Linked DNA regions of Mus musculus: all the other regions are linked to region 1. Evidence: chromatin contacts called from public Hi-C data. All regions are on one chromosome and are shown on one strand. Each heading gives the region's core, a stretch centred on a gene start, on an enhancer-like site or on the middle of the called end of the contact. The rest is flanking DNA. Distances are from core to core; before and after follow the strand shown.

Evidence for each region. A called contact is a pair of places that touch in the nucleus more often than the background predicts.
Region 2: a Hi-C map of the G1E-ER4 cell line shows a contact between it and region 1, with 3 times the contacts expected there. The contact joins two enhancer-like sites. A contact is called at or near these places in 6 of 39 promoter capture datasets (the 3T3-L1 cell line, the C10 cell line, embryonic stem cells and 2 more), 7 of 15 datasets of contacts at CTCF or cohesin (CD8 T cells, the G1E-ER4 cell line, the NIH/3T3 cell line and 4 more), 168 of 484 Hi-C or Micro-C datasets (the 3T3-L1 cell line, 3T3-L1-derived adipocytes, the 63-12 cell line and 94 more), 27 of 115 datasets of contacts at active chromatin or transcription factors (the 230-238 cell line, CD8 T cells, the HPC-7 cell line and 21 more) and 4 of 9 other capture datasets (adipose tissue, embryonic stem cells, liver and 1 more).
Region 3: a contact with region 1 is called in a Hi-C map of Th1 cells, with 2.8 times the contacts expected there. The contact joins two enhancer-like sites. A contact is called at or near these places in 1 of 39 promoter capture datasets (liver), 2 of 15 datasets of contacts at CTCF or cohesin (CD8 T cells and the G1E-ER4 cell line), 26 of 484 Hi-C or Micro-C datasets (the 63-12 cell line, B cells, the C10 cell line and 17 more), 5 of 115 datasets of contacts at active chromatin or transcription factors (CD8 T cells, the HPC-7 cell line, Th17 cells and 2 more) and 1 of 9 other capture datasets (embryonic stem cells).

The regions. Positions count from the first base shown.
Region 1 is chr3:84,847,097-84,851,082 of GRCm38.p6, forward strand. The region is part of intron 1 of Fbxw7 (F-box and WD-40 domain protein 7); the gene reads left to right. All of the region lies in intron 3 of Gm40080 (a long non-coding RNA gene), which reads right to left. Among named protein-coding and RNA genes, the nearest start is that of Gm40080, 29 kb to the right of the region's middle. Within about 2 kb of position 1,890, at least 26 of the 459 cell types and tissues checked have an H3K27ac peak or open chromatin away from gene starts, as enhancers often do. A contact at or near this core is called in CD8 T cells, the G1E-ER4 cell line, the HPC-7 cell line and 5 more, where this site is marked.
Region 2 is chr3:84,695,004-84,698,989 of GRCm38.p6, forward strand. The region is part of intron 6 of Tmem154 (transmembrane protein 154); the gene reads left to right. Among named protein-coding and RNA genes, the nearest start is that of Tmem154, 31 kb to the left of the region's middle. Within about 2 kb of position 2,343, at least 94 of the 459 cell types and tissues checked have an H3K27ac peak or open chromatin away from gene starts, as enhancers often do. A contact at or near this core is called in the G1E-ER4 cell line, where this site is marked.
Region 3 is chr3:84,712,971-84,716,956 of GRCm38.p6, forward strand. No RefSeq gene overlaps it. Among named protein-coding and RNA genes, the nearest start is that of Gm40079, 30 kb to the right of the region's middle. Within about 2 kb of position 2,206, at least 92 of the 459 cell types and tissues checked have an H3K27ac peak or open chromatin away from gene starts, as enhancers often do. A contact at or near this core is called in CD8 T cells, the G1E-ER4 cell line, the HPC-7 cell line and 5 more, where this site is marked.

The sequences.
Region 1 (3,986 bases), core at 640-3,139:
ATTGCCAAGCACATCTTTCACAGTTTTCCTTCCCCAGAGGTTTACATTTTGACACCATTTTTCTTGCTTGGTGTGTGTTTTGCACCTTTGGATTGTTTTGATGTTTGTCCTTCACCTCCTCAGCTTCAGTTCCACTGTAGTTAGGAAACCTTTCCTCCAGCTGGCACTTTTTTTCCCTGAATGCCAGCCGAAGTTGTCTAGGTGTGAAGTGTTGCTTTTTCTTTCTGTATGCATCTTAGTGGCACACTAGTGATAAGCTCCCAGTGAGCTGCTAACAGGCTTTTCTGTCTCTTGCATTACCAGGCAGAATGCACTGTTTAGATTCAAGGTCACCTGAAAAATCACAGTGAAGCCAGGCCGAGTGAGCTGAGATAACAAGCTAGCTACATTTGATTCACCTTAGCACCCTGTCCAGGATGTCCAATTTCCTTCTTCCTTACAGAGACTCAGATCTGCTCTCATTAGGAGGTCATGGCCTCGCCATCTGAATTACTTACTGTCTTTGTAATGGTTTGTGATTTTTGCCTTGACAAAAACCTGTTTGTCTCCAAGTTCCTTTCATTGTAACTTTTGGATTTGGTATTCATCCTCAGCAAGCTTACTATTTTAAATACCATTATAACTCTATAAATAATGAAGTAAATCAGACACACTGTAGAAATCCAGAAGGTACTAAACATACCTCTTGTGCCCAAGTCAGGGTTAAGGAGCCATTAACAACCTTTGTCCTCCTTTGCATCCCTCATCTGATGCTCTGAACTGATGATCCTCCTCCAGTCTCTTCCTGACCTGTAGGGGCTCTTCTTCCTTTCAAGTTCTTTCCTTCTCAGCTCGTCTTCCTTTGTTACTAGGTACCCGGTGGCCTAAGGTCCTTTGGCCATTCCACTCTTGTTTTTCTATGTCTGAGATGTTCATAAAATGACCTGAACAGTTTTACATTTCATTGCTTTATAGATGCATTCCAATTGACATAAAAAACTTAGTTCATTTCTTACTGCCTCTGTTACCTTTGCATGTTGAGTAAGAGTCAGTTTTGCTGAGAGATAACTAGGCTTTTTTGTCTTTGGCAAGTGGTGCGTAATGCTCGCACATGGTATCGTAATCAAGTGTGTGAGTTGATTTGCGATAGGCACCAGAAAGTAGGGGCTCAGAGGATCTAGGTTCAGGTATTGCTTTGGGGTCCAAAAGTTACAGCTTGATACCTCCCACCCTGTTTCCCTTAATTTTTATCTAGTGGCCTCCAGTTGGCCTGTGTGAGTTTGATGTAAAATTTATTTATTACTTTAATTTCTAGTGAAGTTGAGCATCTTTCATCACTCTGATATCCTGTTCTTTGAATCTTTTCTTCGTATGCTCTACATTTACTTTTTGTATTTTCCCTTTATATTGATTTCTGGCACTTTTTATAGTTTGTGCATTAGTGTTTTGAGAACTAAGCATTACAATTACTTTTCTAATCTTTGTTACACTCAGTTCTGTTAGTGTTTTAGTTTGTTGCTTGTATCTATAGTTGATGTTGAGTGTCAGCCTGATAGATTGAGCCAAGCCTAGGACCTCAGTAACAAGCACTTCTGGGTGTTTCTTTCCAGAGTGGATTAACTGAGGGCAGAGCTGCCCTGACTGTGGACTGTACCATTCAGAGACTGAGAGGCAGATAAAGTGAATGTGGGAACGAAAATCAGGTGTACACAGCTGTAATCCCAGTACTCCGGAGGTCAGGAGTTAAAGGTGCTTTTGGCCTACACAGAAGAGCCCTGTTTTCAAATTTTGGGGATTGAGAATGTACTCCAGTGGTAGAGTGTTAGCATAGCATGTGCAGCCTTGGGCTAGATCTCTAGAGTTGCACTTCACCCAACTCCAGCAAGAAGGGGGCGGAAACCTGAGGGTGGAGGTACTGTGGGAAGCCTGTTGGCATAGACAGACATCCTGTCTTTCTGTTTCCTGACCACTGATATGACACCATGATAAGAGTTTCTCTCCTGTGTCACGTCCTCCTGCCCCAAGTCAGAGGGAATCCCTCTTTAAAATGATTTCTGCCATGTATTTTTAGTGGTGGAAAAAGCCTGTTAAGACCGTGAGTTTTATTTGTGTTGTTTCTATTCTCTGGGCTGATTTGGTTTGTCTTCCTTCATGTCAGAATCACACTGTTAAATGAGAACAGTTCTAATGTGTCTTTGAAATTTAATAAAGTGAACCTTCTCTGAAACTTTCAGGTCAGCTTATCAAGTTTCAAACATCCTTCCAAAATAATCTAATATCAAGCAATTTCTAACAACTCTTGGAATTATGATTGGAACCTCACTGAATTTACAGTTTTCAGTGCGGTAACAGTCATCTGTTCCTTTATGTACTTTTAAATGTCTTCTGGTACAGTTGATGGCTTTCATAGACATAATCTTTAGATTTACTCTTGTTACTGTAGCTCTGGCTGGCCCAGAACTTGCTGTATAGACTAGGCTGGCCTCAAGCTCAGACATCCACTTGCCTTTGCCTCCAAAGTGCTGGAATTATAGGTGTTGCCACCATGCCCCATTTCTAGTTCCACCTCCCCATTTTTGTCCCCCCCAAAACTTTTAATTCAAAAAATAGGTTCTTTCGGGTATCCTCTGTTGATAAGCCTATAATTAGCAAATGCTGCATTAATGCTGCCCAAGTCTGTTCCTTTTAATTTTTCTTGTACTAACAACATTGAAGCCCTTCCTTGTTCTTGGTCATTTTTATGCTAGTGTGTGGAAGAGAGGTAGATTTGATTTTTAAGGACCAAAAAGTCTTAACTATAGTCCTTATAAAGGTTAAATATCTAGTTCCAACAAGCAACCTCTTATAGGGTAGACACTTTGTTCCTTTGTAGTCTTGTTAGTTGTACTGACATGTGAAGATCACTTTCATGTCAGCTGAAAGATTAATTTATAAGAATGGCTTTGATATATATATATGTGTGTATATATATATATATATATATATATATATATATATATATATATATATACACGCACACACACACACACACATATCCCTTCTTAATGGGGCTTCTGAGGGAGGCTATTCAGAACTGGAAATGTACTCAGTATTTAATATATTTCTGTAACTGAAACTACTGTAACTGAAACTACTCTGTTTGGATGCTTACGGTAACCTGAATCCTTCTTGATGTGTGAGTTGTCTTATACTTTGTTATAACATGGCTTAAGAGAATAACTTGATAAACCACTTTATACTTCATGCTGTTTCCTTCATCAGTAGAAGTATCATCATACCTTACCATCTAAATGGCTACTAGAATTAAGTAATTCCCAGAAGGCATTCAGAAGCGTCTGATCCCTGGGATTGGCCGTCTATGGGCTGCCACCTACTGCCTTTCTGGAAATTTCTTTAAATTCTAGAAAGATACTAGTACAACTGCATTTCCAGCCCTATAGTAACTCTTCTTGGCTTAGTACTTGCATGGATGACTAGCTAGTGTTCTGGGTTTTACTTTCTGTGATTTTTTTTTTTCCCCTCCTCTGCAGCCTATTCTGGTTGGCCTGGAAATTATGTTAATGATTGTTACTCCTAGGGGCTGGAGAGATGGCTCAGAGGTTAAGAGTTCAATTTCCAGCAACCACATGGTGGCTCACAACCATCTGTAATGGGATCTGATGCCTTTTTCTGGAGTCTCTGAAGACAGCTACAGTGTACTTGTCATATATATAAAAAATAAGATTTAAGATTTTATTTATTTAAAAAAAAAGATTGTTACACCTAGTTAATCACTGTGTCTTTCAAGGAAGCCAGGTTAGTTGCTGCCACTGTAGCTACTGTACTTTCTGTGCGTTAGCTTGCTCTGTTTCCCTTTCCTATTTTAACTTGTTTTCTTTACTTTTATACTACTTAAATGCTGCAGTAGAAAGCCACCCCAATGGGTACACATATACACATGTGTATATATGTACATACATGTGTGTGTGTATGTATGTATGCATCTAAACTTTAGATTATAAATGTGT
Region 2 (3,986 bases), core at 1,093-3,592, 150 kb before region 1:
TTATGATATAATATATAACATGTCATATATAATATAGTATGATATGTAATGTGTGACATGTGACATGTAACATGTAACATATAATCTATATTTAGGGTATATTAATTGCACAAAATTTACCTCAGAGTAGACATTTTTCTTGAAATGTACATGCTCAGCCCCCAAATAGGATGTTAGTAAGGACCAGGTCTGTACAAACTACTACAAGCCCTTTGCAGTGAGGTTGTCATGTTTACGAAACAATGACAGGAAAGGACAAGAAAAGAGTTTAGGGGAGAAGAGTTCCATATTCTTATTTTCCACCTTAGTGGCCTTTCTCTGCAATCCCCTGTTCTGTGACTTGTGGTGCACAAAAGCTGCTATAGTGGACTCAGCACAGGACAAGCAGAGGTAGCCCAGAGCTGAACAGATCCATTCGGTGGGCTTATAATCAACTGTTCCAAGTCTCTAGACAATGAAGTCCTTTGTCAAACCCCACCCACACGGCACCTCCCAAATGCACTAGATAGCATACAGTCCAGACATCGTCCACCTGGCCCAGGCTAGCCTGCTGCTTCCTTTCTCCTGACTCATGTCTAGTCAGACACTCAGAGCTTCTGTCTGCACCGTGGACCACATGAGCACAGACAGGGAGGCACAGACGTAGCCACGCTCCCGTTTGCTGCTGCTCATCACCATCCAGAGGTGGAGAGTTTACACTGTGTGACCGTGCAGAGAAAGGTCGAGGCATTAAAGTGTCAGTGACTGCCCCCAGTGTTCCCTATCTAGTCCCCACCACCCCAAACAAGAGTGAACTAGATTTGCAGTACCACAAGGGATAGAACGTAATAGTTTGTGTTCTCCAGCCAGAAGGACACTGTTAAAGACTGTGTGTGTGTGTGTGTGTGTGTGTGTGTCCCAGAGTGTGTCTCCACAGCAGGCATGATCTCTGTATCTTGGGCCGATTCCGAGCCTCATTTCTCTAACTCCACCCAGGCCAGGCCTCTGTCGGGAAGAAGGGACTTTGTATAGATGAGAAAGAAAGCTTGATCTAATTGTTATGTGATGTCGTGCCAAATCCAACTCCACACTCTCTGAAACTGAGTCAGAGTGTCGTGACCCCAGAAGGGTTGAGTGGTGGCATACCGCCATGTTCAGAGATGGCTGCATTAGCTGTGGCCATAACTCAGGATTGTTGCAAGATAGATGGGGTCGGGAGGACAGGGTGACTGTCCAGTCTGGACAAACAGTCACTGCCATGAGGTTGAGGGATTTGAGCTGAATCTGTCCCCATTCTGCTGGCAGTGAGCCCGTTGGGTGCTTTCTTGAGGAAAATACAGCCGTGCTTTGTTTAGTTTTACAGTTTGTCCTCCTGTTCCTGTATATGCTTGTGGAAAGGTGTTCCATGTTCTTCCCGTGTTTATATAACACTCCTAGACAAATTACTCTTTAATGTCACTGTCAGAAATAAGTTGCTAAGACTGCACGTGCGCACATCGAGGCAAGCGGGAAGGTTGAAAGCGGAGCTGCCTGCGTGTTTGTTGTGGCTCCGTGGCAGTGCGCCAAGGTATTTTAACAGGGAACTCCAGGATTTGCTAGAGTTAAAAATGCATGGCTTATTTGATCATTTTCCAGAGATGATGAATAGCCAGAGACAGCTAACTAAATAAAGCAATGAGCCTGTGACGGAGAACGCCCTGGCTTACTGTGCTGGGACTCGGGGGAGGAGGCCGCTGACTCACCGCAGGTCTTGTGGATGGATAGATACCACTCCACACAAAACTCCGGAGAGGCAGCTGCTCTCTGGGAACTGCTCGATAGCCCATCAAAGCAGAAGCAGTTTGTGACATGCTGGGACCAAGTCACGTGGCTATGGCATTCCAGAGATCACGCTTTTAGGGAACTGAAGTAAACAATGCAGCTAAACAAAAGGCGTCTCCCTAGAAATGTGAGCTGTGCTTCTGAAGACGATTTCTTAAAGCCTTTACATCTCTGAGACAATGCTGTAGGTAACTCACAAACATTTGTCAGAGCTCAGGCTGCCTAGTACAAATCACCAAGAGGCATGCATGCATGCATGCGGGTGCCAGGCCTGTAGCATGGGGTTTTACCTGTCTTTTTCTCTGTGTTTTCATTTGAGTGTGTGGTGCTGGGGACTGAGGCCAGAGCCTCTCTCACCCCAGCCCCTCATTCATTCTTTTACAACAACCCTATCAGCTTAGAATTGTTAGGTGTGCTTTGCAGATGACATCAGATGAGGATATTAAAGCTAGGAAAGGTTACCTTGCCCCTTGTCATAAAACAAAGACATAACGGCCCCGATTCAGGCTTCGGGCAGATCGTATGTGCTTCTGATGTTAAGAATCTACTTGTTTGTGGATCCCAACCTTGTAACTATCATAAAAGCCCCTATAAATTAGCAACTGCCCAGTGCTAGCACCCACAACAACAAGATGCAAGGCACAATCATTTGAAAGGTCCAAGTGTTTATTTACTGGACCTGAGGAGAAGGTACAGCCTGTCAAAGTGCTTGCCTTTGAGCATGGGAACCTGAGTTCAGATCCTAGCACATAGCACAGAAAAGCTGGGTGTGATCCTACGCTTGACTTTAACCCTAGCACTGTCCCAAGCCAGAGCCAGAGACGTGTTATGTGTTCTGCTAGCGCACAGCCTAGCTCCAAGCTCAGGGAGAGACACTGTCTCAGGAGAGCAAGACCGAGAGTGAGGAAAGAGCAGGACGCTTGACACCCTCTTCCAGCTTACACATTCAAAACACCAACACACATGCACATGCATAAACACACATGCACATAAATGCATGCACGCACACGCACACATACGCACAAAGCTACCTTCTAATTAATTAATTAGTTGATGCTAGGGATTGAACTCTGAGACTCTCGCATACTAAGCACATGTTTGACCAGTGAGATAATCCTGGTAAATGTAAAAGATTTAAAGGAATGGAAACGGTAGTGTGCATGCGGCTAAGTCAAAGACAAGACTGTGAAGTTATCATTTCAAATTCACCCCCATCACTTCCAAGTCCCAATGATCGGATGATCGTTCCTCTTGGAAAAGTTTCTGTACAGGCAGCCTGGATGACCTAAGCCGAGAGAGCATCTGTGACCTGAGGCAGGGGCAAGGAGGCTTAGAGGGAGCACATTAGAGATTTGACATTGCACCACTGCAACCATGTAAGAACTGTTAATGAGAGGTGGGCGTGAGAGCTAGAACCTGTCATCAGCACTCGGGAGGTTGAAGCAGGAGGATCACTCTAAGTTACAGGGAGACCCTGCTTGAAAAGGAAGCAAAACAAGATAAAATCCTGGTGTGTGGGCTACACACCTACTATCCTAACACTTGAGAGGCAAATGTAGGAGGATCACACAAATTCAAGGGCAGCCTGGTCTACAGAGTAAGTTCTAGAGCAGCCTGGGCTACTGCTGTGCAACACTATCATTAGGATGTGTGAACAGCATTTACCTCTTCCAGACAGAGAACCGATGACAGGTGAAAGTGAGCGTACCCCAAAAGTCCAGCCTGGTGAACCCAAGGGTTTTATTCAGGTTATCTTAAGGAGCAGAAATGACTGAAAGCAACTGCATCACCAAAGCCCAGCCCTGCATGGGGACAGCTCACAAAGCTGGGAACCTAGAGCTCACCGCACAGCTGCAGGCAGCACGGGTTGGAGAGTGTCCCTTGTGGGAAGTGTGGGGTGGTGGTCTGAGGGCTTTTCAATGCCCTTCTACTGGTACTTGCCTGAGGAAGGAGAGGCCTAGTGACTCTGGTCTGTTTTGGGAACTTCCTGAAGGCTTTGTTAATTTCCTTTCTTGAAGGAAAGTGTCCTTGTAGGATGGAATGCTTCACCTCCCCTTAGAGCAATCTGCTGGCTCCCCTCCCCCTTTAAAGTCTTGGACCTCAACTGCCTTTTCTCTAAGATGGGAGGATTTAATCTCAGAAGGAACTGCTACACTCTTACACGCGTTCGCGACCGGCCAGGAAAG
Region 3 (3,986 bases), core at 956-3,455, 130 kb before region 1:
ATAAATGTTTTTAGAACAAATTAAGCTAAGGTTAGGTAAAAAATCTCTTAAAGGGGCTGGGAGCCTGAGGAAATGGCTCAGTAGCTAAGAGAACTTACTGCTCTGGCGGAGGTCTGCAGTTTGGCTCCTAACACCTACAAATGCAGCTCACAGCCACCTGTAACACCAGCTCAAGGGGCTCTAACGCCATCTTCTGGCCTCTGCAGGCACTGCACATACAGGTACATACCCAATTACACACACACACACACACACACACACACACACACACACACACAAAATTAAAAGTAAAAATAAAATCTTAAAAACAAAACAAAGTTCAACATCCTTAATTATCAGGGAAATGCAAATCAAAACAACCCTGAGATTCCACCTCACACCAGTCAGAATGGCTAAGATCAAAAATTCAGGTGACAGCAGATGCTGGCGAGGATGTGGAGAAAGAGGAACACTCCTCCATTGTTGGTGGGATTGCAAGCTTGTACAACCACTCTGGAAATCAGTCTGGCGGTTCCTCAGAAAATTGGACATAGTACTACTAGAGGATCCAGCAATACCTCTCCTGGGCATATATCCAGAAGAGGTTCCAACCGGTAAGAAGGACACATGCTCCACTATGTTCATAGCAGCCTTATTTATAATAACCAGAAGCTGGAAAGAACCTAGATGCCCCTGAACAGAGGAATGGATACAGAAAATGTGGTACATCTACACAATGGAATACTACTCAGCTATTAAAAAGAATGAATTTATGAAATTCCTAGGCAAATGGATGGACCTGGAGGGCATCATCTTGAGTGAGGTAACCCAATCACAAAGGAACTCACACAATATGTACTCACTTATAAGTGGATATTAGCCCAGAAACTTAGAATACCCAAGATATAAGATACAATTTGCTAAAAGCATGAAACTCAAGAAGAACGAAGACCAAAGTGTGGACACTTTGCCCCTTCTTAGAAATGGGAACAAAACACCCATGGAAGGAGTTAGAGACAAAGTTTGGAGCTGTGACGAAAGGATGGACCATCTAGAGACCGCCATATCCGGGGATCCATCCCATAATCAGCTTCTAAACGCTGACACCAATGCACACACTAGCAAGATTCTGCTGAAAGGACCCAGATATAGCTGTCTCTTATGAGACTAGGCCGGGGCGTAGCAAACACAGAAGTGGATACTCACAGTCAGCTATTGGATGGATCACAGGGCTCCCAATGGAGGAGCTAGAGAAAGTACCCAAGGAGCTAAAGGGATCTGCAACCCTATAGGTGGAACAACATTATGAACTAACCAGTACCCCGGAGTTCTTGACTCTAGCTGCATATGTATCAAAAGATGGCCTAGTCATCCATCACTGGAAAGAGAGGCCCATTGGACTTGCAAACTGTATATGCCCCAGTACAGGGGAACGCCAGGGCCAAAAAGTGGGAGTGGGTGGGTAGGGGAGTTGGGGGGGAGGGTATGGGGGACTTTTGGGATAGCATTGGAAATGTAAATGAGGAAAATACCTAATAAAAAATATTAAAACAAAACAAATCAAAAACGAACTAAGGTTGGTTGTTGTAACCAAAGGGGCAGGCGAAAGTCCTAACAGATTAGGAGCAAGAGTCAAGCAGAGGCCGATGGGAAAAGGTAAGGAAGGGGACCCTAGACTGGTAAGCTCATCAGAGTCTACGCGGATTGTTCACATATGCACAGAGAACGGGTCAGCCTGGCCAGAGTCAGCCTGGCCAGAGAGCGAGATGGTTGCTAGGTAACCATACCTTCGCTTTATCGGATTTCTCCATCCATCATATTTATTTGAGAAACAAAGGTCCAGACAGAGAGTGAGAAACAGACTCTCAGATGTGACCCCCGTTGCCTCAGAACCAGGACTCCTATTCTGGTTCCTTCTAGAGTCATTTGAGGAATGAAGCAGTGACATCTATACTTTTGGCCATATACAAAGCAGGCGACAAGAGCCCACAACACTTCATGTGAATATAAAATTAATGCCTCTTTAAACTTTCTCCTAATTCTTGTCTCCTTAATTGTAATGTGTGTGTGTTTACTTAAGACTCTCTCTTTCGTGGAGAAAAAGTCTCGCTTAACTAGAACAGAGCAAAAGAAGAACTCCATTCATATAGCTACCCTAGGGAAGGACAGGAAGTTGCAGCTTCCAGGGACCGGCGGAAGCAGGTACAGCAGGAACCAGCAGATGAGAGAGCACAGCGCAACCCCTCCCCTTGTTCTGAGACCGCTTTCTCACAGGACTATCATCGCTATGAGTAGGTCCAGAGAACTTCCTGTTTTCACCACCAAAGTAGAAATGAGTCACTTTCTCTGCTTCAAGCTAATAAAAGTCCCCAGGAAGGATTTGGTTGGGCTATCTAGGTTTCACGCCTTCCGTGGTTTGCCCCACCAACACCCACGGTAAAGCGCGATTCATCAGTGTGACTCTGATGGTTGATCATGACTGTTAACCTGGGCAGAATTTAGAATCATCATGGAAACAGACTTCTGGGTGTATCTGTGAGGAATCTGCTAGATTATGCTGATTGAGGAGGGAAGAACCTCCCTCAATGTAGATGGCACCGTTCCATGGGCTGGAATCCAGGAATGAACGGGAAAAAAAGAGAAAGCCAGCTGACCAGCAGGCTTCAAGGCTCTGCTTACTGCCTGGGTATGCCACTGGCATCTGACTGCCTATGTCCCACTGATGCTGCCAACACACGTACCTTCCTTCCAGCCACGATGGACTACGTCCCTTCAAACTGTGAGCCAAAACCAACATTTCTTTTCTTAAGTTGTGCTTGTCAGGAACTTCGGAACCAACAATACCTAAAGTGACTGAGACAGCAGCAGAACTGGGAGGGGTGTGGCCTGGAGGCGGGGCTTGATAATGAAGCTGCAGCCCCCAGGAATGATTGACAGCCTTTTCTGCTTACTTAGTTCCTGCTCTCCTGGGACTGGTTTATGTCCCAGGAGAGCAAATGATTACAAAGCAAGTCTGCCTCTCAGGATTTGTCTCTTCTTCAAAGAAGAAGAGCTTTTTTGCCACACTGGGAGAGGCACAGGTCTATCAGCAGCGCCATGTTTTTGAACTCACCAACCTCTAGGACCTTGAGCAGTAATAAACCACACATACACACACACATTGCCCAATCTCAGGAATACCACTTTAGTAGAAACTGCAGGAAGACAATGACTAACCCTGTGAAGGAAGTATTGGAGTTAGTAGACAGACGCTTCCCTCTATACCATGGGTAAGTGGTTGGCTAAGTGATGGGTTGAGTGGCTGGCTGGGTGAATGGGTGGGTGGTCTAGTAGTGGTTATATAAAGAGAAACCGTGTTTAAAGAGGAGAGTGCTGTGACCAGATGTCTGTCATTTAGGACCAGACAAGCCCTGCTCCATCTCCTCTGCATGGGTCTCTCTTTCCCTTGCCACTTATTATCCACAGCCAGAGAGGATGTGGAGGATGGGCCAAGTCCTCTGGATGGCAGATCTACTGATGCTTCCCATTTCCTCCTTTGTGCAAGCTTAATATTTTCCAAATGTCCTCCAGTAGATACTTTTTACTTCTGCAATCTAACAAGAGAGAGAGAGAGAGAGAGAATACAGGAGGGACCCAGGTTCAATTCCCAACACCCACATGGCAACTCACAAACTGTCTGTAATTTTGGTTCCAGGGGATCCAGTATCCTTATACAAGCATACATGCAGGCACAACACCAATTCGCATAAGATAAAAATAAATAAATCACTTAAAATAAGAATGTGGTAGATAAGTTTTCATGAACCAAGCCATAAATAATAAGGACCAAAGCTGAAAAGCAAAAAGACCATTTTCGATGTAATAGTCCTGCAAGACCGAACAGTCACAGTTAGATTGTGCATTTGAGGCCCAGGGGAGAGGGAAGTCTCTGAACCCTGCTCCCCAGAGTGCGGGAGGTCGATGTGTTGTTCTCCACTCATGCAGGGAGCAAGTAAAGCCCTGAGTGA